Regions from separate parts of the Mus musculus genome. Here region 1 is linked to region 2. Evidence: chromatin contacts called from public Hi-C data. All regions are on one chromosome and are shown on one strand. Each heading gives the region's core, a stretch centred on a gene start, on an enhancer-like site or on the middle of the called end of the contact. The rest is flanking DNA. Distances are from core to core; before and after follow the strand shown. Region 1 overlaps Foxo3 (forkhead box O3). Region 2 overlaps Armc2 (armadillo repeat containing 2).

Region 1 (6,991 bases), core at 1,625-4,124, 200 kb after region 2:
CTTCTAGTACAAGATGGTAGTGACTTAACTCCCAGTATTGTCCCTCAGTGTGTAGCAGACAGTGAGTGGAGCCCTGGAAGAGGCTCTGGATCCTGGGCACAGTCTGGAGGGAGGCAGTGGATTAGAGTCAGCAGGGTGGGAGTGACAAGGAGCTCTTCTTGTTTATGGATGTGGCCAAACAGGGCTCTGTGTGTGTATCCTCCACTCCCATCCCTCTCTCTTCCTCCTGTCTCATCTATATCTTCATCCAATCTCCATCTCTTCCATCTCGTCCCATCTCCATTTCCTCTATCTTCACCAACTCCATCTCTGTCCCCATCTTCTCTATCCTCATCTCCATCTCCCTCTCTATCCCCATTCTCAACTGCATCCTCTTTTACTTCTGCCTCAGTTTCCCTTCTGGAGATCTAACATTGTCATTCAGCAGCTTCCTCACTCAAAGCAGCACCTGTGGCCTGAACACATGTCTGATGGTCCATCTGTGGCTCAGATACATGTCTGATGGTCCATCTGTGGCTCAGATACATGTCTGATGGTCTAAAGTATGTGCTCTCTATGACCACCTTACAAGGAAGACGTTGCAGATGGGGAAACTCGTGAGGAAGTTGAAATAATTTACTCAGTGTCCAGTATGACTACTGCTGTGATGAAACATCATGATCAAAGCAACTTGGGGGAGAAAAGGGTTTGTTTGGCTTTCTTACTCATATGACCATCATTGAAGGAAATCAGAACATGAACTCAAACAGGGCAGACACCTGGGGGCCAGAGCTGATGCAGAGACCACTGAGGAGTGCTGCTTATGGTTTGCTCCTCATGGCTTGTGTGGTGGCTACTCCCAGTTGCCAACTCGACTCTTATCTGGAATGAACTACAATCCAGAAGTGGAGGGCACACCTGGAATCCAGATCTTGAGGCTTGAAGACACAGGCTTTTGATCCAGATCTTGACGTGGGATAGCACAGGTTTTTTGACCTGGATCTTGAAGCATAGTGGTCATGAAAAGTTTAGGCCCATGAAAGGTAATATACACCTTCAATCCCAGCAGATGAGCAGATCTCTTAGTTCAAGGCCAACCTGGGACAGCAAATTCCAACTAAAGAACACCTTAGATACGGGTATGGTGGTACACACCTTCAATCTGGGCCATCCCTTCTGCTGGAGGCCTACATAAGGACAATGGAAGAAGGAAGTGTTCATTCTTCATTGCCTGCTTGCTCTTACTTGACAGCACATCAGTTGGAACCTACTTCTTCAGGACAACAGCTTATGCAGAGACCAACTGAAACACCTAACCTCATGGGACTGAGCAACTCCTCGATTCTTGGGCTCCCCATTCACAGCTGCCCACTTTTGGATTAATTGGTCTGCAGGCCATAAGTCATTCTAACAAGTTCCCTTACTATATAGAGGCACCCAGGAGTTCTGTGACTCTAGACAACCCTGACTAATAAGGCTTGCTTAGCCTGCTTTTCTTAGAGCACCCAGGACCACCTGCCTTGGGGTAGCACCACCCACAATGGGCTGGGCCAACCTCCATAATCACTAATTAGCAAATTTTCCTACAGGTTTGCCTCCAGCCCGATCTTATGGAGGCATTTTCTCAATTGAGGCTTCTTTCTCTCCAGTGACTCCAGCTTGTATCAAGTTGACATAAAATTACCCAGCACACTCAGAGAACATGGTTGTAGTCGGCAGACCAGGAGAAGAAATACATCATTTGAAGTTCTTTCCCAGGACACTTTAGTCTCTTAGATCTTGACTGAGTCTGTGGTACCCAGCATGGAGGAAGCCAACTGTGACTGTGGCTCTCACCAACAGAGCCTCGAGACCACCAAAGAAAAGGAGAGCAGAAGGACCTTACAAACTGGCTACCTCTCATTCTTCATTAGTATCTAATCAAACTATTCTAATGGATTCATTAATGTTTGATTCGTTTTTATGTATGCTTAAAAAAATAACACTTTTTATTTTATAAGCATTGACTGGTGTTTTGCCTGCATGTGTGTCTGTGTGAGGGTGTTGGGTCCCCGGGAACTAGAGTTACATGTAGTTGTAAACTGTTGGGAACTGAACCCCAGTCCTCTGGAAGAGCAGTCAGTGCTCTTAACTGCTGAGCCATCTCTCCAGCCCCTTTGCTGTATGTTTTTATAGAGTAAAAATGATCCATCACTCATGGAGAGAGGGTCTGCAAGACATGAGTCCTGGGTGGAGGGTTCGCTCAGCACTTGCTGGAAGGGCCTGCAGACTTCTGGGCACTCTCGTGGCATCTCTGTGACCCTGCTTCTATCTTGCCAAGGACATTAGTCATCGTCAAGCTAGACGTCGAGGTAGGGCCAGGCTAGAGTGGCTCCTGTTTCACTGCAGAACTCTCTGCTAACTCTGGCTGCGCAGTCCACAAGTCTGGTTGTGGCTTGTTTCTACTCCAGCTCCTTGTCTAAGGCAGCTGTGGGTCCCGTCTGTGTCGCCAACAGGCTGTGAGAGGGAGTTAGCATTTCTCCTTTGGAGGAGCAATGTCTCTGCCTATCGGGAACAGGAACCAGTGAGCACCTGAGGGCTCCCAGCCTCAGGAATACCTGCTGAGCCTTTGGGAACAGGCTGGCTCTGAAGGCTGGCAGATAGTTCCCCCCACCTCCAACCTCACCGGAGTGCTCAACTCTCAAGTACAGCAGAGTCATCTTCCATCTGCGTGTGCGGTTTGGAGCCAAGGAGACCAGGCAAGTTTCTTCTGGGGTGATAGTGTCCCTCTGGAATTTTGGGAGATGAGAAAGCCCAGCTGTGAGGTTAGGCTGCCAGTCCTGAGGCATGCAGGCCAAGCTGGTGGTGTGAGGGGGAGGAGACTGTTGCCAGACCGGATGGACAGGTTGCCAGCCAGGGACTTCCTTGTGTGGCATGTAACAACCTGATGGCTCAGAATACCTTACTCTTCCTAGTAGTGTTAGGTGATCATGAAGCGTCCCTTGAGTCTTCCATCCTTATCCACGCTTGTCCCTTGATACGCATTTGACCCTTACCTTAGGTGCGGACTTGAAGAGGTTTCCAGGGTAGAGGGAAACAAGGCTTTGTAACTTGTCCCTTTTTTTTTTTTTTTGGTTTTTCGAGACAGGGTTTTGCTCTGGCCGTCCTGGAACTCACTTTGTAGACCAGGCTGGCCTCGAACTCAGAAATCCACCTGCCTCTGCCTCCCAAGTGCTGGGATTAAAGGCCTGTGCGCCACCACGCCCGGCTTTCTCATGCATTTTTAATGTCTGTATAATACTCCTTTGTTCGGATCGGGCACTTCCTTATTATGGTATCTAAGATGCTAGCAGGGAGAAGTTAAGGAGGCTATGAGGACAGTGTTGCCACGACACCAGACATTTGGAGGTCACACAGTGCTTAAGCAGTGTGGCGACCTCATTATCCCCACCTTTTAGTCCCCAACACCCTGCTCCCATTGTATTATCTGATCCAGGCTCAGGAGTCAAAGCCACTCTACCCCGTCTTTGAAGCTATCTTTATACAAGTAATAATACACTCCTTTAATGAGTTACAACAGTATATAAAGTGAATTGCTGACAGCAAAACCCTCTTGCCATCCTCCCCCAGGCTCCATTGCAATGTGTCTCCTAAAGTCTGGGTCACAGCTGCTCACGGCTAGAAAGAGGGATGTGAGTGATTGGTGGTTCAGGCACTTGAGACCTACTACTCTGACGGGCCACAGAAACAGTGCTTCTCTGGGTGCCATGTTATTATGGCTTCTTATTTCAGCTCCCTCCTACGTTCTGCCAGAGGGCATCGTAGGCCTTGCATTTCTGAAGGCCAGCTTTGCTCACGTCTTCACCCTGCCAGTTCCTACTCTATGGGAAAGGTGAAGTCCCTTGGTCTGGACACTTCGGCAGCCCACTTTCTCGTTGGAGTTTCGGTTGCTTGAAGCACACTAAGTCCCAAGTATGCCCACTCCTTACTCTCTCCTGAGCCCGAATTAGCCTTCACTTGTCGCCTGAGTTATATCAGCTCGAAAGTCCAGCCACCTGTCCTTGCAACCGTCTGTCCTTCCAGTTGGGTTATTGGCTTCCTGTGCCGGTCCCACTCTCTCTCCTCCACGTTCCACTCTTCTGTGGCACTCGTGGAACTCATTCACTGAGGAAATCACCGGGCTGGGCCTGAATATTTCAGTTCAGCCCCTTTAGCTCATCTTACTACGGAAAGCAGGATGCACCAATCCAAGACAGGCACCAGCTCTTCTCTTCAGACAGAGAAGCGCGTTTGCTGCATCAAATCTCCAGGAGGTAAAAGCAGCTGAGCCATTAGCTTGCGCCAGAACCTAGGCAGAACCTCGGGCATGCGCACAACTCCATCAGGGTTTCAAGCCGACAGCATTAAATGTCTACATCCTTTAAAAAAGGTTATTTATTTATTTTTATCTGTGTGTTTGCCTGTGTACCGTGTGCACATTTGGTACCTGAAGAGGCCCGGTCCCCTGAAATGGAGGTTACCATGTTGATGCTGGAAATCAAAGGTCACCAGGAAGAGCAACAGGTGTTTTTTTTTTTTTTTCTTCTTCTTTTTCTTTTCTTCTTCTGAGCCATCTCACCAGAACCAACTTTTACATTCTTGTTCTTCTTTTTAAATAATTTATTGAATTTTACTTTATGTGCATTGATGTGAGGGTGTCGGATTTCCTAGGACTGGAGTTATAGACAGTTGTGAGCTGCCATGTGGGTGCTGGAAACTGAATTTGAGTCCCCTGGAAGCCACTGCTCTTAACCGGAGCCATCGCTCCGCTCTAGCCCTCTACATTCTTGATAAGGAAAATCTAGAGGAAGTTGTTCCTCTAGACCCGAAAGTGTGTGGGTTTTTGGCCCAGGGCCATTGCTCTCTTCACTGGAAAGGGTCCCGTGAGTGTTCCCTCTTTGCCCCTATGCCTCTTTCCTGCTGAGCTGAGAGACGCTCGGAGCACCATGGGCTGCTCCCCACCAAAGCCAGCTGCCTGCCTACCCCTCCATACTTCCCAGGAGCTGTTGTGTGTTCGGCAGCTCTGGGATATGATCTGGATGGTATGTGTCCAGGGAGCCTTTGATAGCTGAAAGCCTTGCCCAGGCTATCAGACTAGCAATTATTATAGACTCAGATTTTCCTTCTAAATCAGATGTGGAGGCAGGGCCACACCCAGTCCTGGTGCTGCACCGGGGCAGAGAAGGAACATCACACCTAGTACATATCCCAGCCAGGGCCGGGACTAAGTCAAGGTTCTCTTGGGGCTGCCACAACGTCTGGCTACTGCCACACAGAGACTCAGTGATCACTAATGGGATTTTAACTCGCTGTTGGCCAAATTTTAGCCTGGCTTTGAGAACTCAGTTTTAAGCAACTGGCATTAGATGTCTCATGTTTTGGGAACAGAATCCTGATGCACAGGTATTGAAAATGCCTCTCCCAGTTGGATGCCAGAGATGTTAAGGGCTTTCCCTTTGTATGGGATCAACACAGACTGAATGTGGGGTTTATCCTGCCTCTAAAGACAGCTCATCCCAAAGGTCCAACTTACAAATCTTCCACCTCTTTAAACTGAAATCTGAACCACCCTACGTCTTAGACCCTTTAAACCAGCTTCTGGGTTGTTTTTGTTTTCTAAATGCAGCTCATTTTTAGAATATAGGCATTAAAGGATGAAATTATCCAGACAACTAAGGATTGTTTGACGCTGTTCTGTTCCTTCCTATAGCACTGGCAAGGCCAGGCGGGAGTTAGCATAGATGCAGTGAGTGTTGGTTGTGTTGCCACTGGAGAAGAAGCCTGGAGATGGTGTCTGGTGGTCAAGTGTGCGGGAGGGAGGGCCCCAGTGATGGTCCATGGATATTCACGGGACTCACACGAGGAGGACCTCCCTCTTCAGGCCCAGTCACCCCAGGAAAGCAGTGTCTGATCCTCACTTTCATGTTTAACTGCCCCTCTGGGGCTCTGGGGGCAACACACAGCAAGCCCAGCATGACAACTCTGTAAATGTGTCTTATTAAATCGTCTGCGTGGCTCTGGAGGTCAGGAGTGGGCTGCAGAGTTTACTACGCTCATTTAGTTTAGATTACGGGTCTCTGCCTCTCCCAGGCTGGGAAGAGATCCCACGGGAGGACTGCCTCACAAACCCAACCATCTCTTTCCTGGGGGGAACAGGACAATGATGACAGACTCCTGGGCATGAGATAGAGTGTCACCAAAGCTTTATTTACATGCGTCATCATCTCTTTTACAAACTAGATTATGGTTTTAAATGGAATACACAGGCAATATCTACAAACGCCACGGGAAGTACGCACCTCCATTCCACCGGGAAGGGGCAGATTCCCAAATCAAACTGGTTTTGATCCTTGAGAAGAAAGGCGGCAGAGCTAACTCACGGCAGCGTATGGTTAGACAAGGTCCTCAGTACCCAGAATGCAGCAGGATTGCGTCTGCCTCAAACCAGACGACCAACTGCTGCAGGTGTTTAAACATGGCCACGCGCCACACGAAATTCTAGTTTGTGTGGGGTAGAAGCAAGAAATCAAAACAGGCCATTTTTACAGGTAATGTGTACAGAGGTTGTTTTCATTCATGCAACTTTTTTCTTAAAAAAAAAAAAAAACCCAAAAAACGTTAACCACGTGAAGCCTAAATGCACAACACACTTTTCAGTATTCACCAATTCTTCTGGTCTCCTTCACACCTGTCCACATTTCCCACGTACATAATGTGCCGGGACAAGTCTACAGAGAAGGCTGATTGCCAGACAAGGAGATCATTTTAGAGAAGTGACCAGACACACGCTTTAAAAAAAAAAAAAAAAAAACAGTCGCACAAGTATTCCTGGAGTGTGACCGAGGCCTTGCAATCATTCATTCATGAAAGAATACAAATGAATAAAATTCAACAAGAGAAAATACTTCATCCATCTAATCTGTATGCTATACACTTGAGATTTAGTTCAAACACCACTTATTCCTGTCAGTTGCTTGGGCATCTTTCTCTAGTC
Region 2 (7,025 bases), core at 4,133-6,632:
AATGAACACAGAATCCAGTCTCGCTTTGCCCCCAGGCCCAAGAAACCACCCCAAGTGAAACTAGGATGAGTTATTTCAAAGAGCCAGAACTTATAGGCGGGGTTGGAGGGCTTCATAGAGCAGAGAGCTTTGAAAAGGCTGCTGGCCATGGGAAACCAGCAAACTGCTTTGAGTTGTTTCTTTACTTAAAAACTTCTCTCTGTAACATACAATAGACAGCTATACACACACACACACACACACGTGTGTGTGTGTGTGTGTGTGTATACATACATATGTGTGTATATACATATGTAGTATATATATATATGTGTGTGTGTGTGTGTGTGTGTATACATATATTCACACACATACCTATATATACAGACACATATATAAAGATTAAAAGCTAAAAATCCTTAATAAAAATCTTAGCCCTTTTAGGATAGACACGATATGGAGCAAGTAGAGCAAGACCAGTGCTTTCCCAAGAGGTAGAGGAAAATGTCTTGGTTTCCCCACCCCAACTCTATTATTGATATGCAGGGTGACTTTTATCTGTTGAGCTTAGGACATTTCCAGGCCCCAGTTTCCTCATCAGCAAAGAAGAGAACATTTGCTTTTAGGACTGTGAAATTTAGGTGTCAGGATAGAGGCAAAGCTCTGCTCGAGGGCCACACACCTAGCTAGCAATGGTAAGGATTTTGTGAACCTCTTTTCCCTGACCAAGCAAATAGGTAATGGCTGATGTGTGTTGCCATGGTGCCACCAAGACCAGATGCTGCACACACTCTAGGTGGTGATGCTGCCATTGACCACACCCAAGAGGCAGAACAGAGGCAATCTGCGTCCTTTCTTCCTCTCCCTGCCCCCACATCAAGGTCTCACTCTGTCCTAGAACCCACCATGTAGCCCAAGCTAGCCCTGAACCCAGAGTGATTCTCCTGTCTCAGCCTCCCAGGACTACAGGCTCCTGTTTCATTGTGCTTCTGAAGATGGAGAGAGTGGAGTCCAGGCAGAATCTAGGGCTATTAAATTATCCACCGCTCTTATCATTCAGTTCCACTGCAAACCAATATGAAAGGCAACACTGTAGAAAACAGATTGTATAGGGAAGATGGCAAATCATGATTCTACTTTACTCAGACATATCTCAAGAGTTGGAGGGGGCAGTGCTACTTGCAGGCCTTCTTCAGACTTCCTCCTCTAACGTCTGCCTCCTGAGCCCCTTGCCTGGTACCACAAAAACGTATATGAAATATTGAAAAATCATAGGAGCAATGAAGAGATTCTACACACACAATCATCTTTAAATTCACTTATGTTTTTCACAACTTTTGATTTATTCATTGTGTCTTCTTGGCAATTGCGCATACACATACCCCCGCACAGATATACACACATACAAATAATTAAAAATAAGTCTTTTAAAAATCCAGTGAACTCTTCTCCCTTGTCTGTATAAGCTGAAGAGAAGTCAGTGTATAACGCACAATAGCATGTGTTTAAAAAATCTATTTGAACTCAGCGGTGTCTGAAATTAATCTCCAAGCCTCCAAATACGAACCTTTCCCCACACAGGGCCGATAACTCCTGAGAGAATCAGGGAAGCTGTACAATTATCACCTTCCTCCCAATGCTCAGGACCCACCGCTGCTTTTCAGGAATGTCTACTGGCTATTGCGAGTCTAAGCTTGCCTTTTATCAAACCTTCTTACTGCCAATGGAGGCCTGGCAGGCTGAACCTGGGGACACTCAGGAGCACCAAATGCAAACAGGGAAGTCTCAACAACTAAACTGTGTTTAAATGGTAAGGATACAATGTAGGCAAAACAGCAAGACCGGCTAATCTGTGCAGACCTATCAGCAAGACTTCATCATAAAACAAAATTGAATTGTCTTTAGCACAGAATTAGTCTTGAGTGCAGGCCCAGAGTTCCTTTTCCAAACTTTTGGGCCAGGTGTGGTGCAGGCTTCAGAAATGCCTGGATCTCAGAATGAAAGCAGTGTTCACAACAGGGACTTCGGAGCACCACCCTCCAGCGTAACACGTGAACGCTCACACTAGAGGGGCCAACACTACAGCTCTGGTCGGATCTGCCATTGCCACTAGAGCTATTTCAACGTTTGGGATGTTGAGGTTTTCAGAATGGCAGACAAAAGACTGTAGACCATCATCTCTGCTTTTTGGATTTTTGAGTGTGCTTGAACTGGATAAAACATGCACATGGGGCTGGAGAGATGGCTCAGCGGTTAAGAGCCCTGACTGCTCTTCCAGAGGTCCTGAGTTCAGTTCCCAGCAACCACATGGTGGCTCACAAGCATCTGCTATGGGATCCGATGCCCTCTTCTGGTGTGTCTGAAGAGAGCAACCATGTACTCACATTAAACAAACAAAACAAACAAGCATGTAATTCTAAAAGTAAATACAAATAGCCACGCAGTATAAGAAGACCGCCGCTCATAGTCCTAGGTAATTAATCCACTTAGAGGCCAAAGGATATGAACAGACTCAGTATTGAAGAAGGCAAACAAAAAGCCAGAAGTTGTTAAGTCAACAACAGTCAATTTCCTTGACATATATAGGAAACACTTAAATTTGCTAGAAAGCAGGTTGGGGAGATGGCTCGGTGGGTAAGGCACCTGCTGCTGCAAGCTTCAGGACCCAGGCTTGGATCCCCAGCACATATAAAAGAAGCCAGGCATGGTGCTGTAACCCCAGAGCAGAGGAGCAGAAACAGGCAGATCCTGCGAGCTCACTGACCAGCTCAGTGTGGCCAGAATGTGGCTCCATGTCCAACGAGAGACCATCTCAAAAAATATGGTAAAGGGTTCGAGAAAAAGACTCTGACATTGAGCTGTGGCATCATCTATTGGAGTAGGAACCTGCTCTAACACATCAAAACCCCAAATTACTAGAAATTCAGGCTTTAAATCCATGTGGTCTTAAAAAAAAAACAAAAAACCAAAACGAAACCCCTACACAGTGTGCTTTTCAATGTAAAGCTGAGCGATCAACTAGTTCCCCAGGAAGAGTGAAATCAGTCAACATGCTCCCCCCAGGAAGAAATGATTATCAAGATGAGTCAGAAATCACCCAAGTTTAGTTACCTCCAGACCCTTCTGAGACTTCTCAGACTCATTTTGAGAAGTTAGCTAAACACTGTGGTATAAGAATTTCTTCTCGGTCGTCTCCCAGGAATCCCCACTAATGTGGTTGTGTCTTGCTATGGCCTTGCTTCTGTATCCCCATGTGGTCCTCACTGCCCCCATCACCTCCATTCCATACCCTATCCCCAGTGAATTCTAGAAACTGAAGCATGTCTACAAACACACAGTGTGGCCCAGTCTTGGGGAACAACTTCAAATTTTAAAAAGGACTTTCATCTAGGTTCACTGCTTGCTAAATATAAAAATAATGATTCAACAGGAAAATTGGGTAAGTCAGGCAAGAAATACTGCCTGTTTTTGAAGATTCTGCTGTCTCCGTGGTTATAGCTGTTAACCACAGCTTTCAGCTTTGGACCCAACAGCTTGATACATTGTTAGCATTGGCTGGTGTTTTTAGCATGCAAACGTAAACCCCTTAGCAACAATGTTGTCTAGGGAATTGGAAGGCTTAGATTCTCCTGAGTTCTAGATACATTGCAGGTGACCACTAACTGTCTCCTTACTGGTGAGGGGCTAGTTTGAAGATAACATCTTTTACACGGTGCTAGATTGATATCATTTATCATCATTTTTTATTTTTGTTGAGACAAGGTCTTACTGTAGCTCAGAATGGCCTGCAATTCATAACCCTGTCTCTGTTTCCAAAATGTTCAGATTATAGATGTGTACTCATAGAGCCCGACATAAACTTTTGTGTGAAATGAAAAAAAAAAACTATGAAGAATATAACAGACACTGTCCTACCCTGAATAGTTTGGTTCAATGCTAATAATGTGCTACGTTTGTATCTTTTTATTTTAAAGACAACAACAACAACAAAAACCTTGAAGGCTTAAAACCTTCTTATGCCTGCCTTATCTAGATCCTTCCCCATGGGGGGGGGGGTCACCAGCCTTTGAAATGGGGGTGACAGCATGTTTGTTTTTCTAGGTGTGACACAGAGCTCCCTAACTCTTGTTTCCACAACTTAAGGTTTCACCTGCTGCTTGTGTTGTACAGTCAATGTTACAATGTTACAGTGTTACAATGTTACAGTGTTACAATGTTACAGTGGTATAGTGTAACAAATGTTCCCTGGCTCATTTTTCTCACTGCCTGACTTTGCACCATTTCTAACCATTGGTCTGTATTATTTCATATTTCCTCAGGCAGAATAAAGTCCCTAAAGGGCTTTCATAATATAGTTTCATTTAATGTAACAGACAGCTGTCCTACCCTGACTAGTTTGGTCCAATGTTAACAATGTGCCACATTTGTATCTTTTTCTTTATTTTAAAGACAAAAACAAAAAACAAAAAATCTTGAAGAATTAAAACCTTCTTCATTTAAGTGGGCAATGCTTTTGAACTTAAGTTTAGATTTACACTGATATTAAATCTGCACACAAACCCTCCAGATACCTTCAAGCTATAATTTCTGTGAGTTTCTGTCTACATTGAAGGCAGCAGACCTGGATACTGGTTTAAGACGGCAGTGAAAAATGAAAACTTAGAAAACAAATGGTTTCTGAGCAAGTTGGATCCAGTTCCTGAAGTTGTCGAACAGAGTTACTAAGGGCTCGGTGTGGCACTCTAGACTCTCCTTGACTTCCACCTAACATTTGTCTTTGAAAAACAAGTCACACTGTTTAACAGCACAAAGATCTTGAGAATGAAGGATGCTGAAGGCGGAGAGGCACACTCACCTGCTCTGGATGCTGAAGGCGGAGAGGCACACTCACCTGCTCTGGATGCTGAAGGAGGAGAGGCACTCTCACCTGCTCTGGATGCTGAAGGAGGAGAGGCACTCTCATCTGCTATGATGCTGAGGGCAGAGAGGCACACTCACCTGCCCTGGTTTCCTTCCTGCTCAGGTCTGAGCTGCTAGGGCACGAGGAGGCCCTGGCACGCCGTTTCCCAGGGTCCCTAGGAGGAAGAGCAATGGATGAGACACAGAAGTATTTTCATTTTTATAAACTGCAATTTGTTCATGTCAGGCTTGGAAGAAACTACAGAGACTAGTTTAAGAGATGGGTTTGGTGCCCATTTGTCTGCTGTCACCTGCCTTTGCCTCCTAAGATTTATCTGTGAGAACACAAGTCTGCTGGCTTAACAGTATGAAATATAACACTGGAAAGAACCAAAAATAAAAAATAAATTTAAAAATCCAAAATTGACTGGGGGGTGAGGTAGTAGTGGTAGTGGTGGTTGTTGTTAATGATATGGACCACAAGAGGCCGCTGTTACAACAAGAAACAGAGGAAGAAAACCAGCCAAGGGAAAGCCAGCTTGCTCTGTCCAAGGTCACATGAGCAGGGTCAGCTCTGGAATGCGGAGCTCGGGATTTTTCAACCCACTGTTCTTTCCACTGCACCACAGCACGTCCCATTCCCACTTTAAAACTCAAGTCAATTAATAGTCTCTAAAAATACTCTTAGAAATATTTTAAATGTTAAAAATAAAAAAGTAGACAGTGTATTTGGGCAGTCCTCAGATGAGAAGCGTACGAGTAGCCTGGCTAGCTATGGAGGCACTTGACTCTGCTGCCTGGCTTCCCCACTTACAGCTGACCTGAAGGTATTGCCTTTTAAAGATCTGTATAAATTCCCAAGGTCACTCAGGCTAAAATGGCAAGTCTGACACAATTTCTTTTTGATAATTCCACACACTGATTTTAATAATATTAACAACAATAATCTAAATAATAATAAATATATAAGTTATTATCATTTTGTTTTTGTTTTTGTTTTGTTTTTCAGACAGGGTTTCTATGTGTGGCCCTGCCTGTCCTGGAACTCACTCTGGAGGCCAGGCTGGCAGCAGACTCACAGAGATCCTCCTGCCTCTTCTCCTGAGTGCTTGCCCTTGGTCTTTACTCCACCACCACCCCCCTGCCCCAGATTTAGCCTCTTCACATAACTTTTAGTATTTTTTTTCCCTGTCAACATGTTTTTGGTTTTGTTTTTAAAGTCCAGATGTTTCTCTTTGTCATAAAATAGGGAAACTTGGTAGGACCAATTAAAACAAAAAGGCTCTAATTTTCTGAAACAACTGAATTTTTGCAGCAAGATGTTCCTAGCCAATAAAACAGAGAACATGAAGACAAATTCCCTCAAAGACAGAACAAAAGGACTCAATCCATGGAAAGATTGTCGAAGCAAGACTTCATGAGTTACACGAGAGCAGGGCAGTGGTGGCACACGCCTTTACTCCCAGCACTCAGGATGCAGAGGCAGGAGGATCTTTGAGTCCGAGGCCAGCCTGGTCTGCAAAGTGAGTTCCAGGACAGCCAGGGCTACACAGAGAAGCCCTGTCTTGAAAAACCCAAACCAAAACAACAACAACAAAAAGTTACATGAGACCCTATTTGAACAAAACCAACCCTACACCCTGCCCCCTCCCCCAGCGGATTCACACAGTTAATGGTTGATGGGAGAGGGGGAGAAATTGTCTTCTGTGATGTAGCAATGGGTAAGGCATCCAGACTCCTATAAACAAACCTTCATCCACACTTCTAGCCAACCCTAATGGAACTCACTGGGACACACACACACACACACACACACACACACACTCATGCACACTTACACGCACGTGCACACTCACATATGCTCAACAAGAGTGGGAGGGGGGACGAGAGAGGGTAATGGAGGTGAAACGAAAAAAAAATCCATCAGATACGGGCATGACAATTGTCATGGAACCCATTATTATCTGTAACTAATAGATGCAAATAACAGGGCTGTTGAGGTGGCTCAAGGTGAAACGGTGCTTGCCCTGCAAGCCTGGTGACCTAGGTTTGATTCCCAGAATGCACATAAAAGTGGAAGGGGAGAACCAACTGCACAAAGTTGTCCTCTGCCCACTAGATACTGTGGCAGGAGTACACATCTATCA

The links. A called contact is a pair of places that touch in the nucleus more often than the background predicts.
Region 1: a Hi-C map of myocytes shows a contact between it and region 2, with 4 times the contacts expected there. The contact joins two enhancer-like sites. A contact is called at or near these places in 1 of 39 promoter capture datasets (the C10 cell line), 13 of 484 Hi-C or Micro-C datasets (the Ba/F3 cell line, the G1E-ER4 cell line, the HPC-5 cell line and 6 more), 6 of 115 datasets of contacts at active chromatin or transcription factors (cardiomyocytes, embryonic stem cells and large pre-B cells) and 4 of 9 other capture datasets (adipose tissue, embryonic stem cells, liver and 1 more).

The regions. Positions count from the first base shown.
Region 1 is chr10:42,175,662-42,182,652 of GRCm38.p6, forward strand. Foxo3 (forkhead box O3) reads right to left here. Exons shown (of 4, transcript NM_001376967.1): 4 at 6,184-6,991. Among named protein-coding and RNA genes, the nearest start is that of Gm38485, 96 kb to the right of the region's middle. Within about 2 kb of position 2,875, at least 27 of the 459 cell types and tissues checked have an H3K27ac peak or open chromatin away from gene starts, as enhancers often do. A contact at or near this core is called in myocytes, where this site is marked.
Region 2 is chr10:41,975,544-41,982,568 of GRCm38.p6, forward strand. It overlaps Armc2 (armadillo repeat containing 2), which reads right to left. Exons shown (of 18, transcript NM_001034858.3): 6 at 4,978-5,054. Among named protein-coding and RNA genes, the nearest start is that of Gm33058, 20 kb to the left of the region's middle. Within about 2 kb of position 5,383, at least 66 of the 459 cell types and tissues checked have an H3K27ac peak or open chromatin away from gene starts, as enhancers often do. A contact at or near this core is called in myocytes, where this site is marked.